Regions from separate parts of the Mus musculus genome. Here region 1 is linked to region 2. The links are chromatin contacts, called in public Hi-C maps. All regions are on one chromosome and are shown on one strand. Each heading gives the region's core, a stretch centred on a gene start, on an enhancer-like site or on the middle of the called end of the contact. The rest is flanking DNA. Distances are from core to core; before and after follow the strand shown. Region 1 has its middle 160 kb from the start of Arhgap20. Region 2 has its middle 110 kb from the start of 1810046K07Rik.

Region 1 (3,696 bases), core at 853-3,352, 170 kb before region 2:
GATACTATTTCAATGACACTTGCATTTGTCCCTGGTACCTGTCCAAAGTCTGGCCCAGTTTATGATAAGGAGTAAGTTATAGCCAGGAGCGTGTTCAGACTTAGTCACAATATATCTACTTGCTTTCTTTTATCTGTAATTTGAAAAAAAAATCAGATTGAAAACTTACTGAAACCAGAGGGAATTTAAGCACCACTCCGTTTTGGAATCTAAATTGCTATTTGTCTAATCCATAAAGTTCTTTTTTTTCCATAGGAAAAATGTCAATTTTCAAGCAGCTAGAAGCATGTCCATGACCTGATTCTGGTGAGGAATTAATAGATGACTTTCATTACATATAAATATTTAATGTTGTCCTAACTATACATATATAAAAGTATGTGCGTATACACATATAAATACATACATATACACATGTACATGCACACATGCATACATAAACCCACATAGGTGCACAAGGGTTTTGGCAGCAGAGGACTTGCTGCAGACTTGGGAGAAAGTAATTAGAGAACAGTTTTTGACAAGAAATGGAACTAAATTAGAGATTTTGAGTTCTATATGAGTCAATAATATAAATTTTCTAGTAAGTGAGAGTAAGATTAAGCTTTGCCATCCTTTTAAGACATTTTTATTGAATTAGGAAATGGTTGAATACTCAAGGAGGCTCTTCTGGGCAGTGTTATAACCTGCATGCCTAGAATATCCTGGGACTCTCTCTTTGGTGCAATATTGATGTGATTAACAAGTATTGTGGGTTAGAGGTGAAAAATCCCCAGAGGCTCATGTGTGGAAAGCTTGGTCCTACAGCAGAAGTCAGAGGTGACTGCATCATGCAGGCTCCACACACGTCCACCTGTGCAGTAACTCACCAGCAGATAATTACATGGATGAGTAGGAGATGGTGGCTGACTGGAGTGTATAGGTCCTTAAGGCATGCCTTTGAAAGGACAGAACTTGTCCCTAGACTTAACCTCTTTCCATTCCTCTCACTCTCTACCTTTCTGTGCTCAGAGGTGAGTAGCTCTTCGTCATACTATCTCTGCTTCAGTGCTCAACCTGATGGTGTCACAACTGAAACCTGAAATCACAAGCCAAAAGAATCCTCCTTTTGTTTCCAATTGGTAGTTTTCAAGCATTTGCCACTGTGACAAAAAGTGACTAACGCAGTGGGAGAATTCATCTGTCTGATGTGTCTACCAGGGTGCTACAGATTGTAGAGAAGGACTGTGTTGAGTTTATTAAACACAAAGATCCAACTTCATGTGTTTAAGGAAACAGCCAAACTCAAAAAATAAATTGCCATCTATGGAAAAGTACTGTTTTCTGGGTATAAATTCAAGTGTTTGATTATCTGCAAGAAAATGGAATGATCCTAATCGTACTTGAAATCTGTCTTAGATCCCTACTAAGAAATCGAAGCAAGATGGGTAGGCTTATTTTAGGTAACAATCCAGGGGAGTTGACTCAGCCTGTAGTGTCCCCAAAGCAGCCTGGAAGAGGTTTTTGTTGAGTCACAGAGTAGTTCCAAGTGGCAGGAGAAAAACAAGGAGGCAGAGAAAAAAGGAGAACAGTGTTGAATTGGACACATCATCCTCTCTCCCATATGACCTTCTGAAAAACTAGCAATTGCCATGGAAGGAAAAAGAGGTGCCAGTTGCCAACCAACTCCTATACCATGCCTCCAGACACTTCCAAAAGCGTTCTCCCCGGCAGGCTGCAAGGAGGAGAGGGACCAAGCTGCTCTCAGGTGGAGCTTAAACAAAATCTGTTTAGAAGGGGCTTCATATCAGAATCAAAGCACAAGAAGGTTGAGGCAAACTGAAGACACAAAAACACCTGTAGTTGGGAACATTCTCTTTGTTCCTAACACCCAGTAGCTGGGAAGGTCCCTGGTGGTACAGAGAGACCTGGCTATTGACATACAAGACTCACCTTATGTTTTGAAAGGCTTCTAGTCCGAGATGACTCAGACATAGATCCCAATATTTTATAAATTCAGTTTTCTATACCAAGCCTTTTTTTAGCTTAAGAATCAGCCCAGCTTAGAGATAGGGTGACTCAGCATTGCTAAGTACCTGGCTTCTGGGAGACACTGACAGAGATTGCTGTAACATCTCCTTGGAAACCATGCCTGTCTGAGTATCAGAGCATCTTGGCACTTAGGGTACATCAGAGATCAGTACTAACAAGGATAGCATATGACACAAATAGGTGCTCACTTCAGGTGGCATTATATATAAGGTGCTTGTTAGAAGTTTGTTTTTCATTGATTTTTCTCTGCTATATTTATCCTGCTGCCCACATGATTAAATCCTTCGTCTACTCAAAATGACTTTTAAAAACGCCACGTTGTGTCTTGACACTAGGGAATCTCATGATGATTTTATAATCAATACGATCGAACACAAAGCAAGTTCATCTTCCAGGCTAGTAACTATAGAAAATAAACACCGTCCTGGAGTTCTAATACTCATTTAAAATTGTTTTTAATTGAAATAAAATTATTTCACTTTCTCCTTCTCTCTTTCCTACCTTCAGCCCCTCCCTGATAACCTCATTAGAACTCTTCTCATTTGCACCGACCAAGTTAATTGCTTCTTTCTCTTCTTTGTTGTTACATGTGTGTGTATTAGTATGTATATAAATAAATACATATGTGCAGTTTTCTGAGTCTGTTTTTGTTGATGGCGTGTGTATGGTTTAAAGGCTGACTACTCTGTTATGGACAATCAGTAAGAGGGCTCATCCCTGGAAAAGGCTAATTCTTCTTCCACTAAGCATTGATTGCCTTTAGTTCTCAGTCTAGGAGAGGGATGCTATGGTATTTTTCTTGTTGTTTTATACTTCTATGTAAAAGTCAGTTGATGGCCACTGTTCTGTCTTGCTTGTGTAGCTTCTGAAAATGACTGTCTCACAGCAGACTTCCTGGTATCCTGGCTCTTAACAATTGTCTTTGATGTTGTCTGATCCACAGATGCAGGAGCTGTGATGTAGACATATCCACTGGGTCTGTTATCTGTTGATCTCTGTACTATGTCCAGTTGTGGTTTTCCATGTGCTAAAAAGAAAAGCTTATTTGATGAGGGGTGGTAGCTACACTTATCTGTAAATGTAAAGATACAGTTTAGAATGTAGTAAGAAATTATCCTGCTCTGGCAAAGTGGTAGTAGTAGATTCTTTTCTAGGAACCATGAAATCACTAGTCCTGGAAAGGTGGTTAATTTTTCAGGACCAGACATGATTTTCCTACTGTTGAGGGGACTGTAAGTCCAACTAGACAGTGGTTGGTTGCTGCTGACATGTGAGAGGCACTTATTGCATGTTTATGCATGTCCTGCCATGCTTGGAAATGCAGTGGTTCATAGGTGTTGCAGCTGAGTAGGGCTCTTTAATTGCTTCCCTCCTTGGCTGCTTGCATAGCATTTTATGGAACCATGGAAATTAGTGCAAAGGAAAGAGGTTTTCAGATCTAGTCCAGGAATCAAAAGAGCCTTGTGTCCTAAGTGTATCTTTAACAGTAGTGGCCAATTCTCAAGCCCTGAAGGGCAACCAAGGGCTACACCAATAATCTAAATTGTTTGGAGAATCATTTGGACTACACAGAGCAACTATACAAAAGGAGATTTCTTCTTTTCTTGTGTCAAGTACTCTGATACTGGGGGAATTTGTTAGTCTATGGTTTTTGTGAAGAACAAT
Region 2 (3,284 bases), core at 513-3,012:
CTATCAATTGGTTTGGGTTTTAGGTTTTTGTGGTGGTGGCGACTGATCTCATTCACACTAGGTAAGCATTCTGCCACATGCCAGCCCTCATAGTCATTTTGAAATAAATGATGTTCAGTAATGTCATTGTGACCAGTGTGTGTGTGTGTGTGTGTGTGTCTGTGTATGTGTGGTGTGCATGTGTGTACATGTATGTGTATATGTATGTAGATATATTCACCTATAAATGCAGAGACCAGAGGCTGATTTCGGGTACCTTCTTTTATAGCAATCACTTTATTTATTCATTCATTCATTTATTCATTGAGATAAGATATCTCACACAACCTGGAGCTTGGCATTGAGACAGGGCATCTGGCCAGTGAACTCCTAGTCTTGACCTGTCTCTATCCCCTTCCATCCCCAAGTACTGGGGCTAATAGGCATATACTTCTGGCACTTATGTGGAAGTTGAGGACTGAAACTCAAGTCTTTATGCTTTCACTTTTCCCAGTGAGCCACCTCCCCAGCCCTCAGATCACTTTTAAACACTAATATCCAAGTCCAGCTAAAATGAGTGGCAATTGGGAGGTAATTCTCCGTGGGTTTCTTGTATGTCTGCACATTTTCCAAGTAGGGGAACTGATTCCCAATTACAGTGAACTACCCTTTAAAGTCCTATGAAACTACCTTGGAAACATGTCCCCTTCCAAAAGAAACATCAGGCACAATCACTGTGACATAAATACCAGGTAGGAAAGGCAGCTTTTCCTGTAATTCCAGCTTTAGAAGGCAGAAGCAGGGAGACCTCCAAAGGGGCTGGCTAGGGAGACTAACCCTATCTATGAATGAGCTATGGGTCTGATTCAAAGAGTTACTTTCTCTAGTGATGTAGCTACTAGCAAGTTGCCCTGACCTGGCGAATAACCTTTCATATGTGCTCAGGTGAGAAAAACTAATTAAGTCAGGGGACCACATATTAAACAAAGACATGCAAACATGAAGGGGGCTTATTGAGACAAGTAGAGATGAGAGAAAAGGATGGGGGCAAAATAATTAAAATCTACTATATAAATGGATGAGAACTCAAAGAGGAAAACAGTTTAGCAAAAGGAAAGACCACCCCTCAATGACTAAGGTACAAGAGCAATTAAGACTAGTGCCGGACATCAATCTCAAACATCTGCATGTGCATGCATACATACTTGCATGTGTACATACATATAATGTGCCCTCACACATACAAATACATGTTCATGCACACCACACACAAATAAAAATGGAAAAGAAAAACCACAGCATGGGTGGATATGCACACAGAGAGTAGATGTGAAGGATGGGAAGGCTCTGGTGTCTTCCTTATTTCTATTGGATATATCTACTCATTGGGACTAGACCGATAATAAAAGGAAGGCATTATTTAGAGCTTGCTTTGAAAAAGTTGCTACAATGATTCACTCTGGAGACAAACAGAAAAATAATCCTGGGGTGGGGTGGGGATGCCTTGTAATAAGCCCAAATGCTACTCTGTTGCCTTTCCACTCACACACACACACACACACACACACACACACACACACACTTATTCTACTCTTAGCTGTCACAATGAAAAATTGGCCAGAGTCACTGAGTCCAAAACTGTTCTGCATGGCATTTTCTCTGTGAAGAGCACTTGCTTCTGCAAGAGAGCAGAAATGAGTCCTGGGGAGAACAGCTGTTCCGTTCATTGCACTCTGCCACATGCTGGAGATGAAGACACGGGGCGTACACAGCATCTTCATTCCACTTGCTGATGTGCCTGGCACAAATGCCAAAGACAGCTACAAGTAGATTGCTCCCCAGGCTCCAGTGAACTAGAACATCTTCATTTAAGTCATGCATAGCCTGGAATTTTTTTTCCTTTTTTCTTTTTTCTTTTTTTTTTTAAGACGAGAAAGATGACTTTATGTGGTAGTTGCTAAGCAGCAGGGCTCTCGTGGGGGAACTCAAACATACAGCAGTTTGCAGAATCTCAGTGGGAAGCCAGGCTGTCTTCTTTAAAGCACTCTCCTCATGTGACCCTTACTATCTTCTATGCAGTCTCAGTTCCCTTGTTTGTTTTTAACTACCCACCATTCCTACACCTCATTAACTAGTGATGGACTGGAAGAGGATTTGTGTTGCTCTCTCAGCTAGCCTGGCTCATTGAGAGCCTCCAGTCAGCCTGATCTGACAGTAACAGTGAAAGTAAGGACTCACAGCCTTTCCATTACTGGGTTTTTTTTTTAATGCACAAATGGAAAACATAGAGAAGTACAAGGCAATAAAATAAAAATGCAATTTCACAACATAACGTTCAGTGATGAATTTGGTGCTATTCTATTTACAGACATGGAACAGAATTGTGACAGTGCACATCTAGATATTAGCAGGCACTTCGTTCTGATAAATACTGCTACTAAAGGTAAGAACACAATTTTGTGTCAGTTTTGCAGTGAATCTCTTTACATTACAGATTTCCATACTTGAGCAATATTTTATCACACACATGCATATACCAATTTTTTTCTATTATATTTTTAACATTTTACTAAATTTTGGCTGAATGATCCTTTAGAGAATGGTTTTACATGATTTTTGTCAATTATAATCTAAGTTAAGGTACTTTCAAAATTATTGACATCATCTGTTATTTTTTACTGTGTTAGCATATTAATTACTTTTAGATGTCATTTTTGACATTTTATATTGTTAAAATATAATCTGTTGTTAAATACATGTGTGTTTTCCTCCTGCCTTAGTTAGGGTTTTACTTCTGTGAAGAGACACCAAGACCAAAGCAACTTTTATAAAAGACAACAGTTAATTGGGGCTGGCTTACAGGTTCAGAGGCTCAGTCCATTATCAAGGTGGGAGCATGCAGCATCCAGGCAGGCATGGTACAGGCAGAGCTGAGAGTTCTACATCTTCATTTGAAGGCTGATAGTGGAAGACTTACTTCCAGGCAGTTAGGATGAGGGTCTTATAGCCCACACCCACAGTGAAACACCTACTCCAACAAGGCCACACCTTCTAATAATGTTATTCCCTGGGCTGAGCATATACAAGCCATCACACACACACACACACACACACACACACACACACACACACACACACACACCTAAAGAGGGGACCACACAAAAGTAAGAAGTAGGAATCACCCTTGAATATTTCTATCAGACCATCTCAACACTGAAAAGCAGCCCTTAGTTGCACCCAGACATCCAGCTCTTCAATGTACAAGTATCAGAGCACTGTCTTCAGAGAGCTATCAAGGTGTTTGT

What was found. A called contact is a pair of places that touch in the nucleus more often than the background predicts.
Region 1: a contact with region 2 is called in a Hi-C map of cortical neurons, with 1.4 times the contacts expected there. The contact joins two enhancer-like sites. A contact is called at or near these places in 2 of 484 Hi-C or Micro-C datasets (cerebral cortex and cortical neurons) and 1 of 115 datasets of contacts at active chromatin or transcription factors (neural progenitor cells).

The regions. Positions count from the first base shown.
Region 1 is chr9:51,606,742-51,610,437 of GRCm38.p6, reverse strand. No RefSeq gene overlaps it. Among named protein-coding and RNA genes, the nearest start is that of Arhgap20, 160 kb to the left of the region's middle. Within about 2 kb of position 2,102, at least 8 of the 459 cell types and tissues checked have an H3K27ac peak or open chromatin away from gene starts, as enhancers often do. A contact at or near this core is called in cortical neurons, where this site is marked.
Region 2 is chr9:51,440,664-51,443,947 of GRCm38.p6, reverse strand. No RefSeq gene overlaps it. Among named protein-coding and RNA genes, the nearest start is that of 1810046K07Rik, 110 kb to the right of the region's middle. Within about 2 kb of position 1,762, at least 25 of the 459 cell types and tissues checked have an H3K27ac peak or open chromatin away from gene starts, as enhancers often do. A contact at or near this core is called in cortical neurons, where this site is marked.